2 separate regions of the Sus scrofa genome follow, and region 1 is linked to region 2. A link is a contact called in public Hi-C data. All regions are on one chromosome and are shown on one strand. The core of a region is the stretch at or near the end of the contact, and the rest is flanking DNA. Distances in the headings are between cores, read along the strand shown.

The links. Hi-C and Micro-C count contacts between places; a contact is called where the count stands out from the background.
Region 1: a Hi-C map of fetal skeletal muscle shows a contact between it and region 2, with 2.4 times the contacts expected there. A contact is called at or near these places in 2 of 47 Hi-C or Micro-C datasets (embryonic fibroblasts and fetal skeletal muscle) and 1 of 2 datasets of targeted methods (skeletal muscle).

The regions. Positions count from the first base shown.
Region 1 is chr4:11,607,268-11,612,530 of Sscrofa11.1, reverse strand. No RefSeq gene overlaps it. Among named protein-coding and RNA genes, the nearest start is that of MYC, 850 kb to the left of the region's middle.
Region 2 is chr4:10,797,797-10,802,532 of Sscrofa11.1, reverse strand. No RefSeq gene overlaps it. Among named protein-coding and RNA genes, the nearest start is that of FAM49B, 320 kb to the right of the region's middle.

The DNA.
Region 1 (5,263 bases), core at 836-3,335, 810 kb before region 2:
AGGTTTACTCTGTTGATTTTGCTGGGAAAGCAGACTTTTTTAAAGTTCACCTGCTTTCTCTAAGAGATGTTGATATTAGCCCTAATGCCCCATGACCCTCTGTCCTTCCTGGATAGTACAGATCCTCAGGTCATCTCTCCAGGATTTGGGTCCTTGGAGAGATATAAACTAGAAGGTTCCTCCTTATCTAAATTTCTGTCTCTTAAGCTAATTTAATTCAGTGATTTACCATATTAGCGCTTCTATTTTTACACCCAAAGAAGAACTTATCCTTTTTAACCTTAGATCTGGGCCTGGCAAACTAGATCTCATAAGCCAAAGGTGCCCTGCTACCAATTTTTTTTTTTGTAAATAAAGTTTTATTGAAACACATCTACACTCATTTGTTTACACACGGTCTATGACCATGGCAGCGTATCTGCGACACAGATTGCATGGCCCACGAGGCTTAAAACATTTACCATGTGACCCTTTACAGTAAAAGTTTGTTCACCAACCCCTGCCTTAGATTATAAGCACTGGGTGGCCCAGAAATGGATCTCATCTCATTTTGAATGGAATTTGGAAGGTGGTGTGGTAAAATAGTTAGGACCCAAAGACTAGAACCAGACTGCTCTGAATTAAAACTACAAAACAATGCTTTACCTGTTCTACCTGCTCTGTAATCCCAGACACATCTGAGAATTGAGTTTTTTTCATCTGGGACTTGATGATGGCGATGATGTGGGGATAATGGTAATGACAGTGGCTGAGACAGATGTGTGCACTAGAGAGGGACAGACATGGAGCAGTTATCCTGGAGCCTGGAGCCAGGGCCTGAAAGGCCTCCCCTCTGCATCAGCTGTCATGATGTTAATATGGAACCATTGCTGAAACCGGTCTTGCATCCACTTCCTCATCCCTTGATAGGAAAGCGCCCTTTTCCTGATACATTTCACCCATTATTCCATCGCTCTCCGCTCCACCCCCATCCATTCTGCATGCAGCGCAGTGAGTTTCATTCCTAAAGCATAACTGCTTGTTTTACTCTGGCTTAAGAACTTTATTAGCTCTCTATTGCCTGGAGAACAGCATATAAGTTCCTCAATGACGAGTTCTCTAAGACATTGAAAACCCAGCCTGCTGCCCCTAACTTGCTGCTTCTGCTCTCCTTGCTCCCATGCACAGCTCCCACTTGAGCTATCCAAAACACTCCTCTCTTGAGTCCTGCCTCTGTCCCGGAATGAGCCCACCTTCTCTGCCCAGAGTGCCCTGCTCACCTCCCCATGTCTGCCTTTTGAAAGCTTACTCATTCTAGATGGTCCCAGTATTGAATCCATATGGAAATAATAAAAGACTGTTGCTTGAAAGTCAATAAAAACAAAGTCTACATACAGGTAGTGTTTAATAAATGCTTTCCACATAAAATTTAAGGAGAGAAAAAAATCCTAAAATTCAGGGACCCAGAATTCCCTGGGAATCTCTTCTTAGGTGAAAACTATTATCATCCTATGCTTTCCACTAAATTTTCATAATTCTATCAAAGGGGGCACTGCTTTTTTTCCTTTCCGGAAATTCTTTTCATGGCTGGAGCCCCCTCCCTCCCGCCCAGCGCTGCACTGGGCTGTGTGGGAGGCGCTGCTGCTCCTGCTGCAGGATGCTGAGGGCGGGTAGCGTGTTTCTCGCAGCAAAGACAAAGACTAAACTGTTTATTGCCTCTCCTCCAAATAAGATGATGCAAGAAAAAGATGAGACAAGATGGGCCTATGAGCTTAGCGGATGGGCATCTGGACAAACGGTGGAGGATAATCATCTTTTGTTCGCAAATTAAAATAGAAGGGATGGGTCAAAAGGTGCAGGGACCCTTCCGTCCTTGTCTCAGTCTGGAACTTCCCTCTTCTGTTACTTATCAGAGAAAGGTCTGCATTTTGGAGCTCGTAAATCTGCTTGGCAGGTAATCGCTAGCCATCCACCAGCTGCTGCCTTGGCAAAAGGCGCATCGCCATCGCCATGGTAACGCGCAGGCAGGCAAACGGCGAGCAGGCCTGGCCCCCGGCCAAGGTAATCCGATGGCACTGGGCTTTGTTAATAGAAAGAGAAGAGCAGGCCAGAACCGCTTGCCTCTGCCTTTGCCAGTAAAGGCTGGACGGGAGCAGAGCGCAGGGCTAATTAACCGGCTTGACCAGCTGTTGGCTGCCGCTTGCCAAATCCGACAAGTAGCCCGGGCTTTCTCTAGCCCTAACCCTTGTCATCTTCCAGGGAGGCTGGGCCCTGGGGGAACAAGGGCCTTTTCTTGGTGATGTCATCTGAGTATTTGTAGAATTTCCTCTTTGTGGGAAAGTTCTCTGGCAAAATATAAAGGGATTTAACTTCCCTCGGAAGACCCCTTGGCCTTTTGAATTTTGAAGAAAGATTTTTCTACATGAGAAAGGAGTGTGGGTTATGGAGGAAGCGGGGTGGTAAGGGGGATGGGTTATCCATATTTAAAGTCATGCCTAAGCTGAAGCAGCTTCAGGGAGGGACATTTAATATTGCAAAAATCCCTCATCAGGTGAAAGAAGGAGAGGATTAGCTTCGCTAAAAAAAAAAAAAAAAAAAAAAAGGATTACTATGGAAAAACTAGTTGTAAAGGATTTTTTTCCTTGACGATGCCCACAGCATGTGGAAGTTCCAACTCGTGCCACAACGGTGACCTGAGCCACTGCAATGACAATACAGGACCCTTAACCCACTGTGCCACAAGGGAACTCCTGACAGAGGGATGTTTAAAATTCATCGATATGTAAATCAACTATAATAGAAAAAATAAAAATCGTACAAAAAAACGAAAGGAAATGATGAGTTAACTTACTTAAGGAAGACATGAAACAAGAAGACACATCTTCTCATCCTTAGTTATCTTTCTTTCGGTCTTTCCAGGTTCCACATTTAGATCTCATATATACTTCTAAGCTCAGGAATGAGGCCCAGGAAACTGAATGTAAATTAACCTGGGCACAGGAAGCCAGAAGTCGAGAAAAACAGGGGCTCCAGAAAGGTTTTGGGGCAGTAAAGTGGCAAAGTCAATTCTTTTTTTTTGGTTTAAGGTCAAGAATGGATTTAGGACCTGAGGATAACGCTGAGTCAGGAACAAGGTCCATTTAGGGACGTGGTTAGCGACAACATCCAAAACCGTGAATGAGTTGTGAATAGATGTTAAAGGTAAGATTCTTACGACGGACCGGGCAGAGGGCAAGAGAGGTGTTGTAGGGAAAAGAGCTGCAGCAGCAGCCAGACTCAGGTTTGGCTCTCCGCTTTGCTACTTATAACACTTAACCATTTCCCAAATGTCAGGCTTTATATATATATCATCTCCCAGAATCCTCCCAGCAATCTTCTGAAATTGTCGTGAATATGCATCTCTATTTAAATAATAATAAACCGAGGCAACGGGATGTTACGCAACTTGCCCACACTCCCTCCGTTGGCTCGCTGTTGTCATACAACAAATTACCCCCAAATATGAAAATGACACATATGTATTATCTCACATTTTCTTGGGTCAGGCCGCAGGACACGGCATATCTGGGTTTTCTGCTTCGCAGTTTCTCGTAAGGCAGCCATCAAGGTATCTTCTATGAATGGGATCTCATCTGAAGGCTTAAGTAGGGAGGGAATTATTTCTAGGATAACTCACACAGCAGAGTTCAGAATTCAGTTCCCTATTATATAACATAGACTGTTGGCTATAGGTCAGCCTCAGTTCTCCCACATGGCAACTTGCTTCATCAAAGCCAGCAATAGAGAGTTTTCTAACAAGACAGAATTCACAGTATTTGCATCCTGATCACCCAAATGATAGCTATACAATCTTTCTATATTCTACTGGTTAGAAGCAAGTTATTCAAGGGGAAGGGATCATTCAAGTCCATGACTACCAGGAGGTGGGATAAATTAAGCATCAATTAGTTTAGAGGCTGCTTGTCCCAACTCCCCAGCTAATAAGCAGCAAAGGGAAGACGAACCCAGGTATTCTTTCTCCAGAGTTCATGCTCTTAAACATCATTCTCTTACAGCTACTCAGCCGTGTGACCTAGGGCTACATACATTTTTGAGTCTCCATTATCCTTTTCAATAGAATATCCGTTGGTAATATTTGCATTTCAAGGTTGATGTTGGGGTTAAATATTATGCATACAAAATGCATACTACATTCACATTTCCTAGTGTGTCAAAGGGCACTCAAACTGAATTAGCTGGTTAATATAGATATTATTATTTATGCAGAGTAATTCAGCATAACTTGGAAGATAAAGGGAGACCAAGTTCCCATTGCATAGCACAAGCCGCTATTTGGACTTGTGCTAAGTCATCCTTACCTTTGGATCTTCTTTCTGCTTAGAAGTCCCAATTAACTTCAACCCTTCTACCCCTCCATTGCAGTGGAGTTGATGTTCCCCTTATCCTAGAATTGCTTCTGGGACTGAGATGGACCAAAGCCTGCAGGTGTGGCCTATCCACAGACCATGGGTAGAAAATCAAGGCAGACTCTGGAATATTCCAGAACATTCTTTTAAACAATATTCTCACCTTTCCTTCTTCCTTGCCTTTCTTCCTTTCATTCTACTACCTCCCAAGTTGTAGCAAGCTAATGCATGCCTCTGCCTGTCTTCTGATCTACTTTAAACTCTCTTCCTTACAGCAAGACTGAGATATTTGTCTGGTCCTGGAAAAGGTCCTGGATAAAGCTTGGTTCATGTAGAAGCTTCTGTCACTCGCCACTCCACTGTAAAATGTGTGCATTGTTGTTTCTCTAGAGTGGAAAGAATGTCAGGGGCGAGTTACTGTTCACTATTTCTCTGTTGCCCCAGGTCTCCTCACTCTTTGGTTAAAGAAGGAGAAAAGAAGAAAATCTCTAGGTTAGAGAAAGGAGCATCCTAGGAGGGTCCTACACGTCTAGGCTAATTGATCTTACCTCTACTCTTATAGACCCTCCAGCACCCTCTCAGTGATGAGTCCTCTAGCCCAGGTGCTCGACATTGCTACCTGAACCCACCCCCAACATATACTAGGAGCCAGGTGACAAAACTGGAGAAATACTGTTTTTAGCCACTGCATTGGGAATTGGGACCATGGAGTTAAAAAAAAAACGAAAGTGTGGGACTATAGGGCTCCATTGAGTATGTTTTAGTTTAACTATTATCTCATGCTTAAGAGTGGTAAGAGACCTGCCTTCCAGCCCTGATTCTTAAACCATCAGTAGTTCACTGTGTGGTCTCAAATAACCTTTTCCCTCACCAGGAAT
Region 2 (4,736 bases), core at 2,048-4,547:
GAGACGAAAGCTGAGTTAAAGGCACTGAGGACCAGTCAATGTCATCCCACTATCCAGTGACCCTTTTCAGCAAGCAAGTGTTGAACCCCTCACTGGAAGCTCTTGGCCTGCATGTTTAAGAATGTGGGGGGCAGGGCAGATCCTGGCTATGAGATAAACAACCCAGTATCACAGGCAAGGAAACTAAGTCCCGGGGAAATCAAAGCCTTTGCTTGGAGCGGTGGGTCCACCGCCTGACATTAGGATCACCTGGGGATCTTTCACAGCCTCCAAAACCCAGGCCGTTCCCCAGATCTGCTCAAGCAGAATCTCTGGGGAGGAGATACAAGCTCAGCGGTAGTTTTTGAAGCCGGCCCCACCCCCTCCCCAGGTGATTCCAATGGACAGACAAGTTGGACAGCTACGGACTTACATCCAACCGACTAGCAGGTGAGCCAGCAAAGCCCCAGACCTCTCAACCCCCCAGGCCAGCGAGGAATAAGGATGCCCACATTTCAGTGGTTTGCATCGTGCTTTGAAGCTTTTGGCCACTTCCCTGTTCTAACTGTATTATTAATCACGTACCAAATGCCTCCATTTTACCTGCATCCATGTACTTTTAAAAGAACGCTCTTACTTTCCGACGTGGAAAGCCTGTAGCGCTTGCCACAGAACAGAATGCAACCAGAAAAGGAAATGCACTTAAATACAAAGATTAAAATAAAAACATGCAGTCACGTATGAAACAAAGTTATTTCATTTTCTACGCTGAGAGCTACTGGTTCTAAGAGCAAAGAAAGTTCCCCTTCTCAGTTCCTGACAAGACTGAAGCAACTGAGACTGAGATACACCCAAGAGCAGGACTATGTGGGCTTAGCTGATGCCTCTACGTGTGTAACTGATGGCTCTGCATGTACGTGTGCCATTTTTTCCGCTCTTTCTCTCTCCAGCTCTACCAGAAAGCTGGGGGGAAAACGCCCCTCAGGATTCTCTGTGTTGAAAGCCTGGAGCCCAGGGACTGTGGGTTCTCGGCCAAATTGCAACAGCATCCTGCCCAGGGTCTTATCCAACAGCTGGGCCACCCTCGCTCATTACTAAGAGCAACAGACATTCTTTCTGCATGGCTCGAGCCCCTTCTCCCCGGGCCGGCCCACCTGCTGGAGTAGAACCGTCCGCCCTTTGTCCCCCAGCCTGCAGACCAGCTTCACGACCCACATTTCCTGCAGGTTGAGTGTCATCACGCGGCTTGCTCAGAGCACAGCTGTTTGGCAAAGGCCAGCAGCAGATGCGGCGCCCGGGCTCCAACTGCGCTTGGCTGCCGCATCCTCTCTCCCACTGACCCATGGGCAGCTGAGAGCGGCTGTCTTCACTGAACAGAAAGAGGGTTAATTAGCCATGACTGGGGATGACACAATTTGGGTCTGTTTGGAAAACTGGGGGGAAATGGGTCTTATTCAACAACTCCCTGGAAGCAAATTGTTTATCCGAGTTTCTCCCCAAAGAGAATCCTCACCTGGTCACCTTTCAAAGAAAAGAAAAAAAAAAAAAAAAAAAACAACAATGAATGAATTACCATGTGAACACAGAGTCAATGTATATACGTCTAAGGAAAGGCAGAAAAGTCAAGAGAGGTGGAAAGCACTGGTAGCCCCAGGAATCCCAAAACCATAACCAGCCCTGGTGTGTGATAATCTGCCTCTTGTCACTGCGTGCCTTGCTTTACATCTTCATGCCAAAAGAGTTCACACAAAATACGCTACTTTAGGAGTTCCCGCTGTGACCCAGCGGGTTAGGAATCCGACTGCAGTGGCTCGGGTCGCTGCAGAGGTGCAGGTTTGAACCCACTGCCGCAGCTGCTGCTCGGATTCAATTCCTGGCCCGGGAACATCCATGTGCTGCGGGTGGAGCCATAAAAATTTAACAATTAAAAAAATATATGTATACTACTTCGTGTCATTTGTTTCCTATAGCAACATACCGCAACCGTCTTTCACGCGTCCAGTGTTCCTACATGACATCCCTTTAATGACTGCCGAGTGTTCCATTTACAAATGATTAAGAAGCGATAAAGAAGGCGGGAGAATTCAGGCAGGAGCGTCCTACACAGGGGACATTGTACTGCCCATTTTAAAGATGTGAAAGGGGAGATACAGGAGCCGCCAGTTAATGGTAGAGAAGAGACGCCCGCCTGCCCTGCGTCCATCCTGGAGCTCTCTCCCACCAGCACACCTGGTCATAAGACCCATGTTGGAAACCCGCGTTTTTATCACGTGGCGTGTCTGATTATAAACTGGACCCCAAAAGAGAACCTAAGGAGACCCCCTGGGGTGGCTGGCGACCACTATTCAAAAGAGCCAAGGGAGCAGGATTTTGCCTCTGGCAGAGACCAGCCATGGTTAGATATGGTTTCTGGCTCTGCCAGCAATTTCCATGCCACGACTGGGAAGAACTCTCATATCTGGAAGAGATGGATCTCAGGAGATCTGAGACTTTGTCTCACCTCCCGCGTTGACCAGCCAAAAGTGTCATCTGGCCTTGACACTCAACTGACCCGAGCCTGTTTCCTAATCTATACGCTGGGGTAACACCACCTCTCTGCCACGCTCCTCTGAAGCTTCCAAACAACCAATGAGGCGAGGAAGCACCCTGCAAACAGCAGAGACTCTCACAATGCATCCAGCAACGGTGAATTCTACCTAACGCTGGAAAATACATCAAAGAATTGTAAATAGGGAAGGAAACTCTGAAGCCAACTCCTTTTAGAAATAGGGAAAGTGACTTCCTGAGAATTTAGGAGGCCTGCTCCAAGTTCCATAACGAGTCAGGATCCCCAGCTCATGCGAGAAGCCAGTGTTGGGATCCAGAGGGCACTGCTCCTCTTTTCAGGCCACCTTTACAGCCATCGATGTCCAAACACATGCACAGAAACGTGTAGCAGGCAATTCTGTTCATTTCCATCGATGTGGGTCCCCGAAAAATGAAGGTGTGCTGCTAAGTTGCATCTCTGATTTTTTCTAGTCTAAACTTAATTTCTTTTGACTTGGAGGGTGGTACATTGTCCTTCCCTAAAAAGAGCTGCCAGAAAAGAATACGGAAAATCATAAAGAAACTTGAGGACTTGAGGTTTCCACATGCTGGGAGCTCACACACCAGATTCCAGACACGGCCTTCTCCTGAATCTGACCCGAGTCCTTTCATCCATTGATCAGGTCCCAGGCTCCGGGAGAGCCGCCAGGACTGGGGGAATTCGTTACAGAGTCACAGAGCCGGGGCGGCCCCATCCCATGAAAGTCACTTCCAGCTTGGAACGGATTTGCAAATTCCTGCTTTCTGAGGGGTGTTTCAGATGCCTGGGAGCTGGCCTGTCTGCAGGCAGTCAGTAGAAGGAAGTCCGGGGCGGGGGGGGGGGTGAGTGGGGGCATTCCAACACCTGGCCCAAGACCCACGGTCACAGAAAACAAGGACTTTCTGGTACGGCACCAAGCCTCGCCGGGACTTAAGGATTTAAAAAAAAAAAAAAAATTTCAGATTGCCTTCATTTTGAAACACAAGAGCACATCTGTCCTTACATCACACTGGGATGCTCCTGCCCCAACCTGGAGCTTTTCCCAACTGTCACACAGGAGGATGGCAAGACGTCCCACGTACAAGTCAAAACCTCTGGACGCTTGCCGTGGGCCAAGCAAGCACTGTGCCGGAAGTTTGCCATGCTTTGATCCAGCCCATCTCACACGCCACCTCGGGAGTGGCTACTAGCATGGCTGTGACAGCCGGGGGACCTGGCATGGTGAGGCAACTCCTACGAAGTCGACAACTGGTCAGTGACAGGGGAGGAACTCCGGCCGGGTCTTTAAAGTGAGAGCTCAGACAGGTCGGATGGGTGGAGGCAGAAAGACCTCCACGCCTGCAGACGAGCATGAACCTGGCCCCCGTTCGGTTGACACCGAGGCCGGCTCGTACTCCCGGGTCAACCACTGTAAAGTCAGAGAGCCGTCAACTTTGGGAAAGTCTCTTTGCGTCAAGATGTTTCCTCCCCCTTAATTCCTGCCCTCTGTACCCCACGGTCCTCCCTCCTGGTTCCCAAAGCCTCCTCTGAGAAGTCGCTGGCGGGCCCCATTCCCATGAAATAGATCCCCTGACATCACAAAGAGATCTTTGTCTCCCTCCCATCGAAGTGTAAGCAGAGTTCCTTGCTCTGATCTAAGTAAAAGAGCGTGATTGTCCTTTGCTTCACGTCGCCCTCACAGTTACAATATGCGCTTGCATCTGGAGGTAGAAAGCAGACTAAAATGTGTCCTAAAACCCACGGGCTCGGAAGGGCTTGGACAGTTTATCTTTTGCTTCCTGCTGCCTTCAGGCAGGACCCCCCACCCCCACCCCATCCAAATCAACAAAACACAGACACGCCCCGTAGGATCTGTGGGAAGAGTATTATGAAAGCCCATCTTACATCTTTGGGAAGCGAGGCAGAGTGACTGAGCCGAAGTCACTTAGGTAGACTGTGAGCAAGGAGGGCAGGGCGGCAGGCACCGGGTCTGCGGCAGTTCTGCCTTCCCGTGCGGCCCTTGTCCACGCACCTGTGCACTACCACGAACCCCAGGCTGGAGACACTATAAAGGTACATGGACATATGAGCACAGTGCCTTAGAGGCATTAAATTTCATTGTTCTGCCTTTTTCTGCACTTTGCTAGGAATACAGAGGCAGATGGATGAGTTGCCAGCCCCCTCGCCGTTCAAGTCAAGGCCTCAAGATCAA